2 separate regions of the Acanthopagrus latus genome follow, and region 1 is linked to region 2. A link is a contact called in public Hi-C data. All regions are on one chromosome and are shown on one strand. Each heading gives the region's core, a stretch centred on a gene start, on an enhancer-like site or on the middle of the called end of the contact. The rest is flanking DNA. Distances are from core to core; before and after follow the strand shown. Region 1 holds the start of b3gat2 (galactosylgalactosylxylosylprotein 3-beta-glucuronosyltransferase 2). Region 2 holds the start of LOC119033208 (stromal membrane-associated protein 1-like).

The links. A called contact is a pair of places that touch in the nucleus more often than the background predicts.
Region 1: a contact with region 2 is called in a Hi-C map of liver, with 5 times the contacts expected there. The contact joins the promoter of b3gat2 here to the promoter of LOC119033208 in region 2. A contact is called at or near these places in 2 of 4 Hi-C or Micro-C datasets (liver and muscle).

What each region holds. Positions count from the first base shown.
Region 1 is chr15:16,606,824-16,611,212 of fAcaLat1.1, forward strand. b3gat2 (galactosylgalactosylxylosylprotein 3-beta-glucuronosyltransferase 2) reads right to left here and starts at 2,935. Exons shown (of 8, transcript XM_037123016.1): 1 at 2,740-2,935; 2 at 2,482-2,516; 3 at 2,174-2,273; 4 at 1,559-1,779. All of the region lies in intron 1 of ogfrl1 (opioid growth factor receptor-like protein 1), which reads left to right.
Region 2 is chr15:16,455,057-16,459,156 of fAcaLat1.1, forward strand. It overlaps LOC119033208 (stromal membrane-associated protein 1-like), which reads left to right and starts at 1,475. Exons shown (of 10, transcript XM_037123005.1): 1 at 1,475-1,795. The coding sequence starts at 1,678. It overlaps LOC119033810 (a long non-coding RNA gene), which reads right to left and starts at 1,242. Exons shown (of 4, transcript XR_005079376.1): 1 at 955-1,242; 2 at 258-414; 3 at 70-144.

The sequences.
Region 1 (4,389 bases), core at 1,685-4,184, 150 kb after region 2:
TCTTGGAACCCTCAGAGGTAATAGCTGAGTCTGGGATCAAGGAGAAGAGCCAAGTCTGCTCCCAAGTTCGCCCAGTTTATTATCTAACTGCCTTCCAAGAAGAGTTGGTAGAGGAAGCCAGTTTGCCTTTCCTGACTGGAACTACTTCCCATGATCTTCCTTTCCTTTCACTTCCTTCATTGCCTCAGGTTTCCAGGCACAGCAACATGTAATCCAAGCCATGAATATTTCTTACTGTCCGTTGATCATGGTAAGATAGTGTTGCCCAAGAACAGTCAGATGGGCAGCAGTTGTTGCGCAGGGGAAATTAAACAGAGGTCGAGACACAGCAGCCGTCGTTAGCACCGTCTCCTCTTTGCCTTCAGCTCTGGGTCATGCTGGTGGCTACTTCAACATGAGTTCTTCTGAAATGTACCTGCTCAGAGAAGAAAGGCTCTCAATAAAAGGAAATAGAAGCTGAAGGTGATTTGATGACGTGAATGTTCAGTTCAATCATCCCCACTGTCACATCGTCTGGAGGAGGTGCTATTCAAACGTCAGCAACTTGGATTCATTTTTCTCCTGACACTAATTTGCAATCGTGCCTCCATCCCAGCACTCTGTGTTCCCCTCCCCGGTCCCCCCTGTTTGGTTCGCTGTATCTGAAAGAGTCTCTGCACATCACTGTGGCTGGAGCTGTAGTTTAACATCACCATACAGCTGTCCTCATGTTTCACTGCCTTTGCTGTCTACTGGAGCACCGGGAACTGGGAGTAATTCATCTTCACTATGACACCTGCTACCCTGTCATGGGAAGTGAAAAACTTCCCTCTGTCTGCTCTGGCAGTCCAGCTTATAAATTGAATATTCTAATTAGATACGAAGGGGGCTTTTTCATAATTGGACACGGGAAAAACTACATTTACTGATGGGCTCCATCCCCCCACTACTTAACCCAAACAATGTTGAGCCATTTACGGTTATATGAGGGATGTATGTTTGTCACTAAACCGAAATCACTAGTCTTTTTTGTTTCTCTTTTAAGTATTTGAACTGTTCTAGCGTCCACAATGTGTAATTTACATTTGATGGTATTGTTTGATTAATGTATTCGTTGGTGTATTGATTTAGCAACATGTTGGACTGGCGGCTGATATTTGTTTGCCACCAGTTCATTTTCTAGCCATTTGTGGAGGAATGATTTATCACGGGCACCATTCACGCCTTTAGCCTTTAGTGTCTGTAAACAGGTCAGCGTAGACAGCAGCCTCATCTGTAACACTGACACTTAGTCATTAGCCATGAGCCGGAGTGTCGGCCTGAGAGATTAGCTGCTAGCACGCTGCCACTTAAAGGCTGCGGGGGGAATAGAAAAATGGAGGTGAAATTCAACAGAATGGGTTTTGGGTGCGACATCGAACAATTTGAAGTGGAAGTGAACCTGGAGTTGTGTTTAGAGCAGGTTCTGTCTGACTCTGTAGCCATTATTTATTGGAGGGTAGTTGACCGAACAGTTTTTCCACCAGGGTCTTTCTTCATAAACTCAGCTGACTTAAGATCTGCTAGAGGTCCTAATTACCGGAGAGGAGGGATAATGATTTTCCTCCTGAGCTGTAAACTGTGCTGATTGTTAATCCTGAATGACTTGATGCGCAGCTTTCAGATTGTGACGCTGAGTTCTGCCTGATGATAATGGTCCAGGTGTTGCTCACTAGAGCAAAGAGCCGCTTTTCTCTTTCCCTCCTCATAGTTCCACCATGAATCCCGTGGCTGTCACATCAGAACAGGAACAAGCTGGACCTTTTTCAAGAGTACAGTATGATCCGGACTGTGAAAGTTGATTTTCACAAGAAGAGCTTCTCTCATTTACCCTTTTTCAACATCTCCTTTTTATAGGCACAAGCTGTACCCACAGACTTACTATCACACTAGCTGCAAACTAATCACCAGAATAAACGTTGGCAATGTTCATTTCTGCAAAGGACAGACATGTTGCCATTTTACTTTTCTTTAGGTTCATTCAGATTTTCATGATTTTTTCGTCATGTTGTGACGACGTGTTGTTAATGGTCTGGTTGAAAACTGGTTAGGAAAAGATCATGTTTTGACTTAAAATAACACGTTCTATCACCACAAATGAGGCTTGAAATCAGCCCGATGTCACGTTATGAAGATCCAGTGGTTTCACACTTACAAATGCTGACTGGTCCCTCGCTTTGCAGCAGTCTGTCACGCTACCACCATCTCCTCCTCCTCCTCCTCCTGACATGAATGCCAGCCTGTATACATGTAGCCTAACATGAATATTAATATGATGCGTAGGACACATACAAATTGATATATTCCGTGGTTTGCAGAAATGCATGTCGCCAATATTCTATCCCGGTGACTGGGCTGCAAGCTGATGAGCGGATGTGTCGGCCTGTTTACACTTTCAGCAGTTACAGAGCAACATCAGCATTCATCCGTACCAGCTGATGAATGTAAGTTCAATATATTCACCTCTCTTTTAGTTCTGCTTTGCGCTCCAACAACTCCTGTAGAAAAAAAATACAGAGCCGGTTAGCTGCTTAATGCCTGTAAAGTGATGAGCTGAACCTTAACTTGAATACAATTAATGATTCTCTGGGTTTTTGCATTGTTGGAAACATTTGGGATCATGTAAGTACACAACTCGAGAAAATATACAACAAAAATGTAGTTCTATTAAAAACATTGTTATTTTTAATTTATCCCTTTAAATAATGATCCTTAAATCACCTTCAGAATAGATCTCCTTGTCCCTTCAACACCCTCAAGGGGACACTTGTTTGTGATTTATTCTGTATTCCACTGAGGGTAAATGTACAATATTCCTGGAAATAAACATTTAAAATGAAACAAATGACCTATGTTCCCTGCTCACACCATGCGTACAGACCCTACATGGGGACTTCATGAGGTTCAGCATTAAAGGGTTCAACTCGTGTTGCAGAAGCCATTTTTCACGGTAAATAACCTTGAGTGTGTTTAGCTTGTGAACGAGTGGGCGGAGGAAGAAGGCAACTAGCTGGGCAGTAGAGGAGCTGCTGTCCACCCAGAGTGGGAGGCTGATTTATCTGAAACATTATGCACGACTGCAGACTGTGGAAAGTCTGGATGACTTGTTCCATGTGCAGTTCGATCTTTGTCACCCAGTGATAGTTTCAGGCGAATGTCTGGTCTATTTCAGTTTGCTAGGAATATTTGGATAAGATGGATAAACACAAGTAAGAGAAAAAACACATGTAGTTTAAATTTTGGGGTGAACGATCCCTTTAAGTATCCAGCTCCCCACATCGAGGTTGATGCTACAGCTCCCTGATCCTCCCTTCATACATAACAGCAGTCAGCAGCTGTCAGGGGAAAGTCGCCGGAGTCCCCTTGTGCTGTCGAGGACTTAAGTCTCCTCTCCGGGTGAATCCTCAGGTTTTATCTCTGCCAGCAGGACAAACAGCAGCACTCGCAGCGCCCGTCGAAGCAAGTCAAAAAAGGTCGGTCCTGAATTAGCCGAGCGATCGAATCCCAGCGATAGGCCGGATGTTTGTTTTCTGTGATGTCAAAGCCACGATAATCTTCATCTTTCATACCGAAGCCACTCGAGAACATCTAAGGACATAATCGAATAATGTAATTGTCACATGAACAGTGAGTTGCAGTCACGTATTGACCTTTACTTTGCCGTTCAGTCAGTTGAGCACAGCGTCCACAATGTTTTTCCTCTGTTCATTCCATAAGAACCACCATAATCATTAATGGATCATTTCTTTTTCTTTTTCTTTTTCTTTTTTTACCAGGTGTTTGCTCGCATGGAAAAGTGTTTATGACTTTCCACTTTGTTAATTACGGTTTGAGATTGACACATCATTAATGGACCAAATTTTGTGCAGCTTTTAGAGAAATTGGTCTTCACTGATACTTTGGAATTCCTCTAATGGGATTTATTAATGATTAATGCTCACTTTTTTATTATTTATAGAGTTTGCTGTGGACCAAATTCCCCAGAATCATATCTATACCGACACAGTGCTTTGTAGGTTTACTATGCGAACAAACAGACGGCAGTATATTGAAACTGGAGCGAGACATAACCAGAATGTCAGATATTGTCGCTCACTTCTCTCACATTTCAACTGAATCTTCTACGAACGCCGCAGCCAGTGTTGTTGAGCAGTTTATAGCCTTCATACCGAATCAAAGAAAAAGAGAGAAGCACGTAACAGAAATTTCACCAAGAGAAAAATCAAAGGTTACAGATGGCACATTGCCGGACTGGACGCGCCGTTTTGATTGGCGGGTGACCTCTGGCAGTCCCAGTGACAAAATACTACCACTGTGGGAATGAGGTCATGACAGCGAAGATGGAACCAAAAAATAAAATAAATAAATAGA
Region 2 (4,100 bases), core at 225-2,724:
GAATCAATAATGGAATTAGGTCACTGGGATCACTAGTGTGTCACAACCCCTTATTAAGAGACCACTCACTCTGACATGGAGGTGGGCTTTACAGTAGAGGAGGAGCCCAGCAAGAAGGAACCAAACTGCAACACCTCTCCATTCCTACAAGAGGCAGAAATAAAATCGACAATAGAAACCGTTTGACCTCATGTGTGTTTGTGCTTCTGTGTGTGTTACTTACAGCATTCCAACACAGTGCAGGCTGTGGGCCATACCTGCTGGGGAGCCTCGCCGCTGGTGCCTGGTTGCATTTGAGACACACACAGAACAGGCGATTGCACAACCTGTAATGATGAACGTCTCTCCACCAGGTGTCAGAGTTTCACGCCTCTCTTTTAGTTGTGTAACTGCATGAACAGACTGTGGTGACATCTGTAGAGTACATGAGGCACAGGTAGATAACTCTGAGAGGTCTCCACCACTGATATTCAGTAGAATAGAAGCTAGAAGTTATAGCCACATGCGAGCACCGCCGTTACCTTGAGCAAATTTGTGGAATTTTGGTTTTGGTGGGTTTGAACATTGTTGGAAACATTAATCGCATTTATCGCCCAGGCAACATGTCTAACAAAGGTCTAGTTTTTTTTTTTTTTTGACATTTCAATGCAGATCTAATCATCTTGCATCTCAGTTGAATTATAAGGTGTATTTGAGCCAGTTTAAAACTTTGTTTATTTATCCTAAATAATGCATCAGAGCTACAGGACTGTATGGCCACACCTTTGTTTCAAACTGATCTAAAATGTGTCGTTTTTCTAGTGGAGTTTTGAACTGGACTAGCTGGACGAAGACCAAAATAGATGTTTGTGTTTGTTCTGTACAGCTGTGATCTCCAGCAGAGATGTCATTTTCCCTGAGCAATGCCACCAAACTTGAGGAAGTTTTGGAGTGTGTGATTAACTAGAGACTCACCTGCTGTAAAGGAGCAGCAGGGTGAGTGATGGCTGTTTTTGTTTGGATTTTATTCCCAGGCCACTGTTGTGACAGGCACTCAGAAGAGAAAGGGAAGGTTAATACCAGACATAATACACATTAAGACTAGTGTATTCATGTATGCAAACACACAATAGACATTGTTAAATCTGTCGAACCATTTAGCTATTTTTTTTTTGTCATTAGACAATATTTAGTGTATGGGACAACTGTTGAATAAAAGTTGCACAAAAATATCATTCATCATACAGCTGGTGAAAACATTTGCTTGAGGAGCCATTCTCAATTTTTTAAATGCAATTTGTATGCCCTTATAAAGCACTTTGAGTTGCATTGTGTCTGAATTGTGTTATACAAATAAAAATCGCCTTGCCTTGCCATATCTGTACGTGTGTAAGTAAATTGAGAGCAACAGGCAACCCGAGTCCAGTTCCTTTTGTGCCTTAACACACCGGGGCCAGTAAAGCTGATTCTCAATCATGTGCTGCAGCCACAAATTCCGACAGTCCTGAAGGCAGCAGGGATGATGCTGCCTTAGATCCATATTACCTTGTTAGCAGGTTGCAAGCTAGCTGAATACAGGCGGGAGGTACAGTGCGGATACACGGGGATGTCCGACTCTGTTTAACACAAACTGAGCACTCGAGGTTTTTTTTAAATCGGCTCGACACAAGCAGGACTGCATCCCAAACTTTTGGCGAGATGACAACGCGGTCGGAGCGAGAAAAAGCCCAGAAACTGAACGAGCAGCATCAGGCCATCCTGTCTAAACTGCTGAGGGAGGACGACAACAAGTACTGTGCCGACTGTGAGGCGAAAGGTGAGCCCCTCAGCTGTGCACCTGTATGTTAGAGGTGTGTGTGTGTGTGTGTGTGAAGGGATGGGATGATGTGGGAAGTTGGCACCTAACGGCTGCGATCAAGCTAGCAGCATACTGGAGCGTTACACTGATGGGAGTCACTTGTGTGCTTCACTTAACGCACATCCCTCCCGGTTAGCTATTTAGCTGCCCGTTAGCGTGTCATTCTGATAAATACTATGAATTTCTTCATTACTCATATTTATGTTGCTCGGAGTAAACACCGTTATTGCTTGTCCTGTCAGAATAAAGCCAGAATATGCGTACTGTTAGCCGACATTTGTTTAACCACAAACGAAGCACTACTTCCGTTGTCACTTTCAAAGTAAAATCCACAACTTATAACTAAAAAGGAAAGTAACAACACCAAAACAACACCAAAACAACAATAGTAATAATAATAATGAAAACAATAATAATAAATGATACGCGAGGCAATAAATAGGTAAAACCCTGAAATTATTATTATAATTTTAATAATACAGTTACAATAATAATAAGATGAATAATGATAATGATAATAATAAAAACGAAGATGGTGAGGCAGTAAATACCACAAGAAAACACCCATAATATTATGTTTTTGATTTAAAGAAATGTAAATATCTGAGTGATTTTGTCATCAAAACTGAACACATTATTCTTACTGTTTGTGTGAATTGTTCACAAAGCTGTAATAAAACATAACATCTATGATGAGGAATGTTTGGATCAGCATTTTTATTGACATTTTGAAATTGTAGGGTTTTATTTCCTAGTATTTATAAAAGTAAGGATATTGTAGTCATTCTCACCTTGCTTTTAAAGTTTGTTTTCGAAAATTCATGCTAGTTGCTTTTATTTTGAAATCGGATGGCCAGTAATTCCGGTTTTGCATCGTGCGCGCGTGTGTGCGGGTACCTTGGCGCAGATGTTGCCCGACGGTATCGATGTCATGTCCTTGACTGTTTTATTAATGAGCGGAAAACGTGCGTGTCCCGTGTGGGGAACATTAACTTACAGGTGTTGTTTCATTTGTGGACGTCCCCCGTCAGCATCAGATGCTACCTGTCTGCTGCAGCTGCAGCCAACACCTTACCTCGGACACCCTCCTCATGCAGAGCACGACCACCCCCGAAACTCCATTCAGAAATCTGAAAGTTTTATGTTCCCTCGCACAGACTCTAAGGTACTCCTAAATCAAGGAGGTTCCTTAATTATTTAAGAACCAGTCTTTAATTCGGCAGACATCCAACACACCAAGCCGCAGTGCATCCCAATAAGATTAGAACTTTTTTTTTAATTTGCGTGCCTTCACTTAAAAAGTGCATATTCATTTCATAATATTTTGCATAACAGAGTGTGCAAAATTTTCACAGGGTCGAGACTTTTGCATAAGCGGACGCGTTTAGCGAAAAGTGTGGAAGCATGAAATTCCGAGTTTTGACTGGACTGTGAACGGCTCGTATCGGGGCTACCTATGACGGAGATTAAATGGCGTTTGCGTCATCAGCATGCCTTTGCTGCCATCTGACTATTGTAAATCTGTAGTAGCAGACCTCCTTCAGCCAGTGAATCAGGTTATATCATGAGACTCCACTGCCTGCTGCTGATGCTGCATCTTTTCCTCTTAATTCACATCTTGATGTTAATCTGAATAACATTTAATGATTCCAGCCTGGTGTTGTAGCTCCCTACAGGTACACAGTGGACTGTTTTTTCATGCCATACAGATACATTACATGTATTATTGTAAATAATAAAAGAAAAATCAGCTCAAAGCCCAATAGTGGCTTTTTATAGGTCATTCGGCTGCCTGTCTTTCTCAGTGGATTTGCTTAGTTGTCACATATATCAGCTGAGCTTTTCATGCTCGACCTTGACTTGAAACAACAGTTTGACAAAAACAAACACACAGGACAAGGTGCTGCTTATTTTTTTGCTCTGAAGCTTTCAAGCAGTCATGGTTGGGGATGCACAATATGGATTTTTTTCCCTCGGTAATTTATTTACTATTTTAAAAAAAGAAGATGCACGCCTGAGAGTAAAGGCTGACATGTAGTGAGTAAAGATGATTACTTTAAATACTCCATAGCTCAACTTATACAAATGTAATTGACATCACTACATAAACAAAAACAAAGACCAGCATGTTTTCCTCTGAAATTCATTGATGACCAGGGTTGCATAGCAATAGCATGTGATTTTCACAGTATTATAGTGTCTCAGAAAACATCATGGTTTCATGCTACATGTAACGTTATTTCTCTTAACTAAATGAAACTTG